2 separate regions of the Zea mays genome follow, and region 2 is linked to region 1. The links are chromatin contacts, called in public Hi-C maps. All regions are on one chromosome and are shown on one strand. Each heading gives the region's core, a stretch centred on a gene start, on an enhancer-like site or on the middle of the called end of the contact. The rest is flanking DNA. Distances are from core to core; before and after follow the strand shown.

What was found. A called contact is a pair of places that touch in the nucleus more often than the background predicts.
Region 2: a Hi-C map of leaf shows a contact between it and region 1, with 4 times the contacts expected there. The contact joins the promoter of LOC100272734 here to the promoter of LOC100383415 in region 1. A contact is called at or near these places in 4 of 25 Hi-C or Micro-C datasets (ear, endosperm, leaf and 1 more).

Annotation. Positions count from the first base shown.
Region 1 is chr1:37,253,052-37,259,455 of Zm-B73-REFERENCE-NAM-5.0, forward strand. It overlaps LOC100383415 (Phosphatidylinositol 4-phosphate 5-kinase 2), which reads left to right and starts at 2,437. Exons shown (of 8, transcript NM_001361634.1): 1 at 2,437-3,038; 2 at 3,128-3,295; 3 at 3,402-3,567; 4 at 3,896-4,006; 5 at 4,130-4,323; 6 at 4,418-4,548; 7 at 4,691-4,793; 8 at 5,462-6,078. The coding sequence starts at 2,590. The coding sequence ends at 5,768.
Region 2 is chr1:37,419,753-37,426,156 of Zm-B73-REFERENCE-NAM-5.0, forward strand. LOC100272734 reads right to left here and starts at 3,797. Exons shown (of 9, transcript NM_001147187.1): 1 at 2,675-3,797; 2 at 1,885-1,969; 3 at 1,214-1,276; 4 at 912-1,069; 5 at 628-703; 6 at 474-533. The coding sequence starts at 3,702.

The sequences.
Region 1 (6,404 bases), core at 1,187-3,686:
CAAGGTTATGCCTTTTTCTCATACGCCAAAAAGAGATCCACCTCCTTTTTTGACACATTTCAAATAAGCAACCCCATGTCGTCTTTCATGCATTTCATTACAAATTGTTAGTGTTGGTCACTTGATTTCAATCACCTAAAGGTATTAAAAATCAAGACAACACAAAAAAGTCAAGCTTCATAGTCATCCTTCCCTTTTATCATTCTTGGAGAGAAGATAAAATGAAAAGACAAAGGTAAAAATTTGCTCGTGTAAGTGGGTCATTCAAACATAAACAAAGACAAAATACAATTATTGCAATAAATTGAATAATGAAACAGGTAATTCACACGAAAGGTAGAATGTGTTGAAATCCTTCTTTATTATTATATGAATTAGACGATTGAACAGATACCTTCAGCTTCGTAAAAAATACAACGAGGAAGTATAGAAGTTACAACTTCGTATAGAAAGAAAAAATGAGTTTCACTCGTTCAAAAAGTGTCCAAAGTGTATGACACTGTTTTTCTATTTATATGCTCGTGATATGTCGTCAGACGAATTTACATGTATCCTCAATTTCTATACATTTAAACTATTATACATGCCATGGGTAAAGTTGACATTCTCCTTCTCTCGGCTTAGCTCCTTGGACCTCGAAGACTGTTTATATTATGCTTCGTCCAAAGCATGCACACAATGGTAAGCTTGCTTCTTCGAACAAGCGCATGTTCTGTTTGAAATCTACCATCGTCATTAACCCTGCAACACACACAATAAAACAAATGTAATAATTACTGGGTGAGTGTTTTTGAGGATCTTCGGAAGAAGAAGATCCCTCAACAATTAGGTGTATATACACAGTTCTAATACTTTGTCATCCAAATAATTCATAACATAAATCATTATACTTACATTCTTAGTTCACTTTAAAAAGCTCTAATATCCACTTATGTTGTTTTTTCCCTACACGTTGGACAACACTGTAGACATGTAGTAAAGTTCTTCGTAACAATGTTTTTTGTGACTTTCTATTAGGGCGCTGCATGGTTTTCTCCGATAGAACTTCACTGTTGCCTTGTTGGCAACATTTTTCAAAAGATAGGATGTAAAGTTAGCGTGATTAGCGTCCCTCATCTGCCTCTTCTCTACCAGTATATGTTCGCGTGATTGTTTCCACCCCAATTCGTGCGCGCATCAGATCAGCAGGCTCCCACGTTGTTTTTTCCTCCTGCATGCGACATCAACCTAGCGACGTGCGGTACCAACAAATTTTCCTGTTGCTTCCCGTGTCCGCATGCCCAACAGATTACAATGGGCCATTTCCCAGGGCCCATATACAGGTGCAAACGAGGGCAAGATATATTTTTTTTTATTTGAGCCAAGTTTTCCGTTTTTCAATTTTTTTGTTAAGGAGACTGTTGGAGCATACACAATAATTTACCACAAAAACTTTTAGCCTACCTCAAATAATCATTTTTGGTGAAAACTTTTTAGCGTTCTTTTGGAGCTGCTCTTACGAGTTAAAAAAGGAATGCATGAACCATCGAGACCCAATCTTGGGACGCACCTTGCATTATAGTGGCCCCTCTAGTGTTGGCAGATCTTTCTATGTAACCTGCAAGGCAGTTGAATCTGCAAATTGTACCGCTCTTTCCTTTATGAATGAATGGTCATATATATAGATCGTCGGTACAAATTCTAGTGACAATGAGCTCATCCTCGTCTCAACCTGTTAACTACCATTCGGTGCGCCTGCCAGCTTCCAGTATTGAATTCCAAGCTTTATTGAATTCCAAACTTTCTCACCGCGTGGGCAGTCCTCGGTACGGGCTTTAGCCCTATGGGTTTGTCCACCATTGCTGTTGTGCTGCTGCTGTCTCACCAGTCACCACAGTACGATGGAGGCCGCGGTGGGCCGTAGTAGAGGATCACCGTTTAGCCCAGCCTACGATACGTTCCGTGTCCTTCTCATTCGGAGTTCGAAATTAGGAGGAAAACCCGCGACGAGTGCCGGCGGGGATATCCGCGAATCGGCCGCCTACGAACCCGTTCGGCCATTCCAGCCGTAAGCAAAACTCTCGTGAAAACCGGGAAAAGCCGGCCTGCTCGTGCTCGGGCGCGTCGGCCATCCGCCCTGGCGAGACGACGCCCCAGCCGCGTGCGCCGCTGCACGACCGGCCGGACCCGCCGAGCGGGAGACCCTTTTAAGTTCCAGGCTTCCAGCGCCGCAACCGCTAGAAGTCTAGTAGTACTAGCAGTAGATTACCACCGCTCGCCTCGTCGACTCCTCGTCCCCGCACCGCCGGCCTGACATCGCGTCGCGTGCCAAAGCCGACGCGCACAAAAGCAACGAAAGCGAAAGCAAAGCGGCCACCACCGGCCTCCCCGGCAGCCCGGCTCCCCCTCGCTGTCCTCCCTCCACCCATCACAATTCACACCGAAGCCCGAGCGGGAGCGGCCATTTTCTCTCGTCTCGTCTTCTCGTCCCCTAAAATGAGAAACCTAGTACTGCTGCTATAGAAGTCAAGTCACTCGACTCGCCCGCGTGCCCAACCAATCACACGGCCGCGCTCGAGACGAGAGGCGCCCACGGAAACGGAGCCTCCTATGCCACCGGGCGCCGCGGCTGTCGCCGCCACCTCGCAACAGGCCGACTGCTGCGGACACGGGCCCGGGCCCGGGCCCAGCTGGCGCGGTGGCGGCGGCTGCGATGTCCCCGGCGGCGCGTCCTGCAGCTACCTGCCGCTGCGCAAGCGGCTGTCCGTTGACGGCAAGTTCCCGGCGCCGCGGATATGCATCTGGGAGTGCGACGGCGAGGCCGGGGACATCACCTGCGATATCGTCGCCGCTCCGATCCGCCGCAGCTGCAGCGCGAGGGCAATGCCGCCGCCGCCGGCGGCCTCGCTCTTCCGCCGGATGATGACCCCGCCGCCCTCGCGGCCCAGGCCGCCGCAGAGGGAGGTGGAGGATGCTGTGGCGGCTAGGAGGCCCGGGGAGACCATCTCCAAGGGCCACCGGAGCTACGGTCTCATGCTTAACCTGCAGCTTGGCGTAAGGTACCAATGCTCGCTCCGCTGCAACGTTTCCGTTTGTCCTTCCTTGGGATACCCTGCGTCTCAGTGTTGCTCTGGTGTTGGTGCCGTAGCTATTCGGTGGGGAAGTCATCGGCGCTGCCGTTCAGGAAGCTCTCGTCATCAGACTTCGACCCGCGGGAGAAGGTGTGGACGCGGTTCCCGCCAGAGGGGTCCAAGCTCACGCCGCCGCATCACTCCGTGGATTTCCGGTGGAAGGACTACTGCCCCGCAGTATTCAGGTGCCATACTATTGCTCTGCTGATGGTTCTGGATTTTGGTCATTTGGAGAAGAACGGCAATGTTTTATGCGCATGGATACATTGCCTGACTGCTGTGTGATGCCAGGCACCTGAGGAAGCTGTTCGGGGTGGATCCTGCGGACTACATGCTCGCCATCTGCGGGAGCGACACGCTTCGCGAGCTGGCGTCACCAGGCAAGAGTGGGAGCTGCTTCTTCGTTACACAGGACGATAGATTCATGATTAAAACCGTGAAGAAGGCAGAAATGAAGGTCATTCGTAGTGACAATTTGATTTTTTCTAGACTAAATATCTTAGTTTATGAGCTAGTCACATGCATGTTTTGAGTTTTCTTCGACCACTTTGATCATCTTTAATTCTGTGCCTGAACGATTTCTGCAAAATGAAATCTGTCGATACAAAATAGCTTTTGTGATACCCATTTTTAGCCGACACCTGCTCCTTTTTTTTTTCTGTCTCTAGAAGTTAGATTCGTTGTCCATCTTTATTATCCCAAATTCAGCTTGTTTGTAGGTAACAGTATTCATTGTTATTAGTTGGCGACATAAACATTACTTTATTCGAAATCTTCCCCTGCAGGTCCTAATTAGGATGCTGAGGAGTTACTATGAACATGTTTGTCGGTACAAGTCCACTTTGTTGACAAGGTTCTATGGCACACATTGCATCAAGCAAGCTGGATGTCCCAAGGTAAGCGATATTCACATGAAGATACATACTCCTAACTCGTATAACTCTCTTATTTCATGTTGTGGACTTGTTATTTGTTTGTAAAATTTCTCCACAATGACATGATCCCAACCCGACGACCAGGTCCGGTTCATTATAATGGGCAATTTTTGCTGCTCGGAGTATAAGATCCATAGACGTTTTGATTTGAAAGGCTCATCACATGGTCGTACTATTGATAAGGCGGAAGAGAAGATCGATGAAGCAACTACTCTAAAGGACCTGGACCTTGATTATGCATTCCACCTACAGAGATTTTGGTATGACGAGCTGATGAGGTGAGTTTCGCATTAGATCGACTTACGATAATTGGCTGCAATATTGTCACAATTACACGGACCAATCCTAATTTTGGCTCATGTTATCGCACAGGCAAATTCAGATGGACTGCACATTCTTAGAGACACAAGGAATTATGGACTACAGCTTGTTGCTAGGAGTTCACTTTCGTGATGATTTCTCAATGTCTAAAATAGGTGTATCTCAGTTTATTGGTTTGCCAAGTAAGTAGCATAAAATTTGGTTAATTTCAAACATTCTGAATTGTGGCAAGCATATATTTTGGCACATTAGTTGACATTCACCTGTTTTTATTAATCAAATACTGACTAGTTTTGGTGTAACATTGACAATGTGCTTGATCAGAATCCACAGGCAAAAGAAAATCATTTGAAGGTGGAGGCGATGTTTGTGAGCTTTGCTTTACGGAATCTGGATGCAAGGACAGAGATTTCATTGTTGACTCTCGGTAACATATTGCTTTTATGTCCAATTTCAATTTATTTTATTTTTTTGCAACTTATTCTGAACTATCTGCTATAATGAAAACTTGTAGTTGTAATAAAGCACCATACCCAGTGATGGATCAATATCATCGTTATTTGTACAAAAGCTGATGGATAACCAGAATATTGGGTTATAAACTTTCTCTTTTTTGGGCGCTATTGTTGTTTGGAAATTGTGTATTGTATATGTAATATTTCACTGTTAAAAAGCTACCAATTTCTCCTGCCTACTTTTAGGTGTACCTCATCAGTTTTACTATTTTGATAATTCGAGCACTGCTGCACCACAAAGTCGAAGTTCTGTTAATTGACAAGTAGTTCAATCTCCCACTTTTAGTTTGGAGATTGCTACTCTCCACTATGTCGAATTGCTGATTTTTATGTTGTTTTTTTCAGTAATGCAATTTTATCTTCTCATCATTATCCTACTTTGTTGTTCCCTATGTAGCTAACAAACAAGGAGCATCATGGGGTCATGTGTGTTTGTTTAAGTCAAACGCTTATAAAGGAACCCTTAAGATACCTTTAACTTTTGGGGCCAATATTTCCCGAACTGTAGCTGTTGCTTACCATAATATTGTCGAATTCTTTACGCTGTGCCAGTGTAACCCCCTGTGTCTGCACTTATCAGGAAACCACTGGTCCAGTTAGGCAAGAACATGCCTGCCCAGGCAGAGCGGAGGTCGAAGAGAGTCCTGGATAAGTTTCTCCTAAACGAAAGACACTTGTTTATAACCACATCAAGTGGCGGATTCCAGGATGTCTATCTCTTCTTTGGAATAATTGACATTCTACAAGACTACGACATAACCAAGAAGCTCGAGCATGCATACAAGTCCTTTCAGGTCAACCCTGGTTGCATTTCTGCCGTAGACCCAAAGTTGTACTCGAGAAGATTCCAAGAGTTCAGTCGCAGAGTGTTCATCAGAGAACATTAAAGAACAATTTGTCCAGCGGGTGACTGCTCCACTGGCATTTTACATCATGGGATCCATTGGTGAAGTCCTGGGGTATGATGGTTTCACCGATCCCGAGCGTGCCCTGGAACAGTGGAAAGGATGGTCGGTTTACCCGACGCATAGTTTTCTGAATAATTGGCGTCGAGGGAGGAGGAGCACTGCCGACACGCATGCTAATGCTGAAAGGATGCGAGCTAAAACTGTAGAGCTTTGCCTTTTCAAGGACTTGTAAAATGTAAGTGCCGGCTCCATGATTGCGGAGCACATACCCAAACCTTGCTGTTTGTTTATTCTTCTTCCGCACTCGCATCTTCCAAGAATCTCAAGTGATTTTAGCTTCTTGGGATGCTTGATGAATACTACCAGTATGAATGATCTTGGCCAAATGGGGACCAGACATTGTACATGCACATACTGTCGTGTAGTGTGTACACTAGTAGATGGATATCTTGTCAGAGTTTAAAAGGATTTTGGATGCATTACTGCATTCAGTAAGTGTCACTAGCATCTTGCTTTTACGCTTGCGGATGAAACGTCTCTTGCTGCAGGACTGTTTGGATGAATGAATTCCTGAGGCAGCCATGTTCTTTTGTTCAGAAAAGAAGCTGGACCGTA
Region 2 (6,404 bases), core at 2,547-5,046, 170 kb after region 1:
GTGAGGTAGGGGCATAGGGCACTACTATTAAGAAGAAGCTCAATCGGAGCTCCGACCGAAAAAGGTCACGAAAGTTGTCCCCTGTGCAACATGAAGGTCCACCCCTTATAGACCGGATCTTTACCCGCTTTGAGCCCTCCCAGCCCCTACACAAGGATCCACGCCCCATAGGTCAATCCATCTCATGTGCACACAACCAGGAGAACCAGCGCAGCGAGTGACCTTTTTTAACCTCAGCCTGAAATTCGCTCCCACTGAAATTCGCTCCCACTAGGATTCGAACTCAAAACCTAAGGAGTGAAACTCAGACCACTTAACCAACTCAGCTAGAGGCTCTTTCGCATATTTCAAAAATTTAAGTCTATTACTTCAAGATGAATATTCTAGACAAATCACTGAAGGTAAACATAAGGCAAACAAAATGCAAGAATGTTCTAATCTCAAATCAGAGTTCATGGTGGATTGGTGGTTACCTCAGGTGCCATCCAATAAACAGTTCCTTTGCATGATTTAACTGCATTGAATTTGGTGATCTGAAAGGGAATTCATAAAAGAGTTTTGTATCAGAGAAAGTGGTAGCAGGTAAATTGAACCAAAAAAGGGTCAAATTTGCAGCATGCAATCGACCTCCTTAGCGAGTCCAAAATCTGCAAGTTTCACAGATCCATTGGCATGCACCAGAATATTTGCGCATTTAATGTCTCTGCAATATCACAATTCAAACCATAGTTCAGAACATATGCATATACAGTAGTACGTTGATATAATTCTGCAGTACTTGTCATATCAATGTGGAAAATACAGGTATTGGGCATTACTTTGTACGGCTCCATTTAAACTAATAGGCATATAATTGCCCATATCTCAAACTGAATGATACCATTATAAGTATAAGAAACTAATTTCATTACCTATGAACAATGTTCTTTTCATGGAGGTAAATCAACCCATTAAGGATCTGTCTTGTATATGCAGAGACATGAGTATCTCGCAGGCGATACCTCTGATACAGTAATGCAAGGGATCCTTGGGTCAGTAATTCAAGGAAGATGTAAAGTTTTGAATCTTCCTGCAATAGCAACACAGTTGGAGGGCCATCAATCTAATAGCCTAAGCATGCATGATGCATAGAGGGGGTATGAAGAAAACAATGAATTTCTGTTCATACGACATGCATATTATACCAACAGCATGATAAACTGAAGCTACTTACTTTGTCTGTTCCATAGTACTGCACTATATTCTCATGCTCAAACTGGCTCAGAAGTGCAATTTCCTGGAAAGATTAAAGAGATCAGATATGTTCTTTTGAGGAAAGTGAGCATAGTTTGCTAGCGAAGACATCTTAAGGCTAACAGCACACAGGCCGAGGGATCAAATCTCAGAAAATCACAGTGGAAGCCAAAAACATTGGCGTTATCTTATAGGCGGTCTCATGCATTGCCATCATGCCATGTAATCTTGAGACAAATTGACAGCCCATACAATGGCATCTCTTCTAAGTTATATATAGTAATTCCAAAATCCCTTAATTTGTGCATGGAGTGTAAGAAAGAAGAAAGTGTGAGTTAAAAGGCAGCAACAACTTGTATAATGATGCACAAATTGTCTTATAATATCAAATTTTAACTTATGAGGTGGTTGTGTTGCGAAAGAACAATTTCCTCTTAAGTCTTAAGTCTCAATTCCTGTATGATCTGCATGAGAAGGCCTACGAGATGGCCCACATGTACAGATGTACCTGACATAAATAACCTTTCAACCTATCACGAACTGTGCCATTTAACTTGAAGAACATAGCAGATGTAACTGATGATATGATGGGAAACTGCCAGTAATAGATTATATCTCTCGTATTATCAAGAAAAATATAGTGAAACAAACCTGCTCAAGCTGAAAGATACACTGCTTCGCATTGCTCCCTTTATCAAATAAGTTCACTTCTTTGACAGCAAAGAAGACACCCTCACTAATAATGACACAATAGCAGAAAAACGTGTAAGAGACTTCAGACTTGCAATGGGAAAACTAGAGCAGGCTAAATATTGAAGGCAACCATCCCTATTGCACAATGGCCAAAACAAATAAAGGACAAATGTTGTATTTCTTCATCCAGGGTATCTTGTTCCCAGAGCTGAATATCACATTATTATGACCAAAATACACATAATCAAGTAAAAATTCTTAAACTCATTTAGTCATTTCTAAATTTAAACAGAACCAAGGTTCTAAACGAACAGAAAATTTTGAGTGATTACCAATATTCTCTGCTGATCTAGAAGTCATGAGTGCAACATTTTGGTACACTAAGATGTCATGCTCCCATGTATGATTGAGGAAATGGTTCATTGAATTGCAGTTGAATGATTTTAGTTGAGATCTGAAAGCTTATTAGTTATTACTTAGGATCATGTTGGTTTAGCTATAGAAGGCTACATCAAATCAATTGCTACTTACTAGAAGATTGTGCTTAGTGTCTAACATTTAGAAATGGAGCCAGTAAGCTCTAATCAGCAATAGAATCAGTTTTGTGAAACCCACATTAGTTGAGGCTTCTAGCTGCACTTTACACTACGCTATGGAGTATATGGACAGTGCATAGCAGTTAGATTGATTATTCCAAGCAACTAAACAGCATGGAAGAGCAACTGAATTTCAAATTTAGAGCACTTACTCGCTGATGCCCTCGTAGACTGTCCCAAACGAGCCACTACCCAGGAGCATCCCTCGGTTCCATGACCGGATCCTCCTCCTAAACCTCCCGTTCGGTGAGATATAGAACATGGATTCAGTGGTGGTGCTTGAGGTCTCGTCATCGTTGGTTGTTGATAGTGAAGAAGTGCCAGTAAAGCCCTCGGACGACTCCTCCAGCCTGAGATCGTCCAACATTAACAATACCGCCCCATCCTCGTCGTCATCCTTCTCCTCTGCAGCCCGGTGTCCAAAACGACGGACAGTTCTGCTCGCGGGAGCGTCCTCTTTCTCATCCGGCGCGAAGGACCGCAAGATATCCCACGTGGATCCCACGCCGCAGACAGCTGGTAGCGCCATCGAAGGCGGCGGCTTGAGCACCGGCGGCGGGCGCACCCCCTTGATTCCTCCCTCCCCAACTGCCCTCCTCACATCGGGAAAGGTGGACTCGGGCGGCGGATCCAGGCGTGCCGGCCGCTCCGGAGCTTCGATTGGGCCGTCCCTTCCCGTTCCGGCCAGTAGCTCCGGGTCGGCGTCCGCAGCCTGGGCGGGCTCCTCGGCACCCACCTGACAGAAAGGCGAGTCCCGCTGAGGGGAGTCGTGGTTGGTGCGTGCGGAGTTGGGGGAGCCCGAAGCGGAGGTGGAGGATCGAACGGCCTTGTGCGCCTCCCAGTCGGCCAGCGGGATGGCGAAGTCGTCGGGTCCGGAGAGGCCGAGACTTTCGCACAGGAAGCGAAGGTCCCTGCCCCCGTCGCCGTTGCCGCCGATGCGAAAGCTGTTGACGACGTCGATGGAGCAGGCAAGGGAGCCGGCGAGCGAGGCCCGCCCGGACCCCGGCGCGGAGGCGACCTGCGGGGACGGCGGGTACTGGCAGTAGTTGGTGGCGTTGTAGCTGATGTTCTTGGACGCGTTGCGGCGGTCGAGCCGGCGGAGGCGGCGCCTGGATGATCCGGAGCCGGAGCCGCCCGACGGCGACGGCGCGGGGTCCTGCGCTGAGAAGGGCGGGCCCATCGGTGGCGGCCTCAGCTCATGGGCGCCCTGGAGAACGCAGGGGCGAGGATCGAGGGGAGAACACCGAAAGCGAGAGGCCGAGAGCTCGGCTTGGGGACGCGGGGAGACGGCAAGCGGCAAGCGGGGGGAAGTTTTTTTTTTTGTAAGTGGCCGCGGCTGAGGCTTTTGGGTTTTTCGGTGGGTGAGGTGGTGGAGGTGGCCGAGCGTATGGGAGATATTTAACTTTCTGCCATTTGATCCTAATAAAACCACTATTAGGATGGCACCTACAATTTTATCATCGGGAAAAATCTTTATTTTTTTACCAATTTAATGATATGGTTTCACGTGCCAGACTTGTCGCAACGAAGAGACCACATAAGGGCTTGTTCGGTTATTCCTGTCCCATGTGGATTAAATGATATTAAAAAAATTATGAAGATTTTGATTTGTTTGAGATTGAAACTCATCCAATCTCATTCAATCCACATGAATTGAGTGCAAAACGAACAGACCCTAAAAAGTTTAAAAATACCCTTATCACTTTCTTGCTTAAAGAGATCCTCGCAAAACTGATTGTTGCCATACTTCAAGCCATTATTGAAGCCTTGGCTGGACCAAATGCAGATATGTCCATCCTCAAAACCACAACGAGACCTTCTATAGTGTTTGCTTGATGTATGATGGATCTAGAGTTTTGGACCACTATCATGAACAGGGGAGAATTTAGAGAAATTTATCGGGGTTAGCAGATCCTGATAAATTTTATAAATCCTTTAGCAAAACATTGTTAAAGTTCATAAAAGTTTATATAATATAGCAAAGTTGTTCTTGATGATCTCGACAATATTTTTGGCTGGATTTGCCGCTGTCATGAACTAGAAGATGCCTCTATCCTCGTTGCCAGCGACAACAACTGAGAAATGCGTCACTCACTCAACGTGCAGTCTATGACAACGCATCTATCGGAGATGAAATCTCCGGCCGGGTGGCGGAGTGCACCCGCCCTAAATCCTAAGATGAGGAGGGGCCTAAGTGTTTTGCTCGTTAGTTGAAAAATGGGAAGAATACAAGAACACACAAGGATTTAGAGTGGTTCGGGCCGCCGGAGCGTAATACCCTACTCCACTGTGTGATGTATTGCATGAGAGATTGAGTTGTCTAGAATCACTTGGGCTAAGTGAGCCTGTCTTGTAACGTTGCATGCCTCCCCTTTTATAGCTAAAGGGGGCATGTACCAGAGTGCTGAGCCCCGACATGTGAGCCCAGGAACATAGCGGATGTAGCCACTGATATCTCCTGCTGGAGCAATCTTCTTGCGCCCTGACACCCGAGATCTTGTACAGTCTCGGCGTGCAGGGGAAGCTTCTCGCACAAGGGATGGTAAGCACAGTGCGCTGCATGGCACGGACGCACTCTTTGACAACAGACTGGACAGGTGCGTCGTCTGCAGGATGACCCTGACGCCGTCTGCCAGCAGAGAGGACTGGACGCATTCAGGGCCGGTCCTGACATTTCGGGGGCCCTAAGCAAAAATTTATATAGAGGCCCCATATAACTAAATATATGTATATATCATCTACACATCTACTAAATACATATCAGTAAAGAAACTGTATATAAGTTACTGTAATATAGAATATTACACATTATTGTTTATAAAATAACATTGGCTGAAATAATAAAAATTTACTTGTCACTTCTCATCTTATAAAATTTCTTCTAACATTTTTTGATACAAAATCATCGCTTATACTATTGATATCGATATCATTCAATAGCTTCTTCTCGATCATAAAGGCGTCAAACCATTCAACCTTTCTTGACTCATTGCTGATCTTAAATAATTATTCAGTAACTTCAATTTTGAGAAGCTTCTTTCACCAGATGCAACAGTAACAAACACAGTAAATAATATTCTATAAGCAATAGAGGCATTAGGATAACAATCCACAACTCTAATATGCTCAAAAATCTCCACAGCAGATAATGTGTCGTTAGGCAAAGTAAACTTTAGAATATTCAATTTAGAAATCAAATCATTTAACTCAACATCACATGAACCATCATGAGAGAGAGTGTTTGCAAATTTAGTGCAAAACTCTTCAAGTTCTCTATCATTTAGTGAGCTTAGTGTGCTTGAGCTCAATAAAAATCCAAATATACCTAAACATGGAGAGTTCTTCAAATCTGGTCCTCAAAGAAGTGCTCGCCATGTCAACTAATACCAAAAAATAGTTGACTTGAAAAGCTCTCTCATTTTCTAGAATTTCTTCGTGGCACCTACTTTCATCAAATTGTTTCTTTCTCACCGCTTTACGCTTTATTGGAAATGATGTATTTACACCAAAATCATTTGCAATATCTTTAACAATGGTTACCAGCGAGCAGCGGCTAGAAATTTTGGGAATAGAATAAATATATACCATACATATATATAAGAGTATATATCTATTTAGGTCGGACTGGGGGCCCTACTAACTTTGGGGGCCCTGAGCGGCGGCATACCCTGCCTACCCTCAGGGCCGGGCCTAGACGCATTAAATGTCGAGAGGGCACATCTTCTGTCAGCATGGTGGCAGGCGGCGCGTCCTCTCCTCAATAAATGCAGAGACCTCTTAGCTTTAGAGGCCTTACGTCAGGCTCCGCCCGTTAGCTTATGTCATGGGTCACAAGCCACGCGGCAGCAGCGGGCCTCCACCCTCGTGGGTAGCGCGAGCACG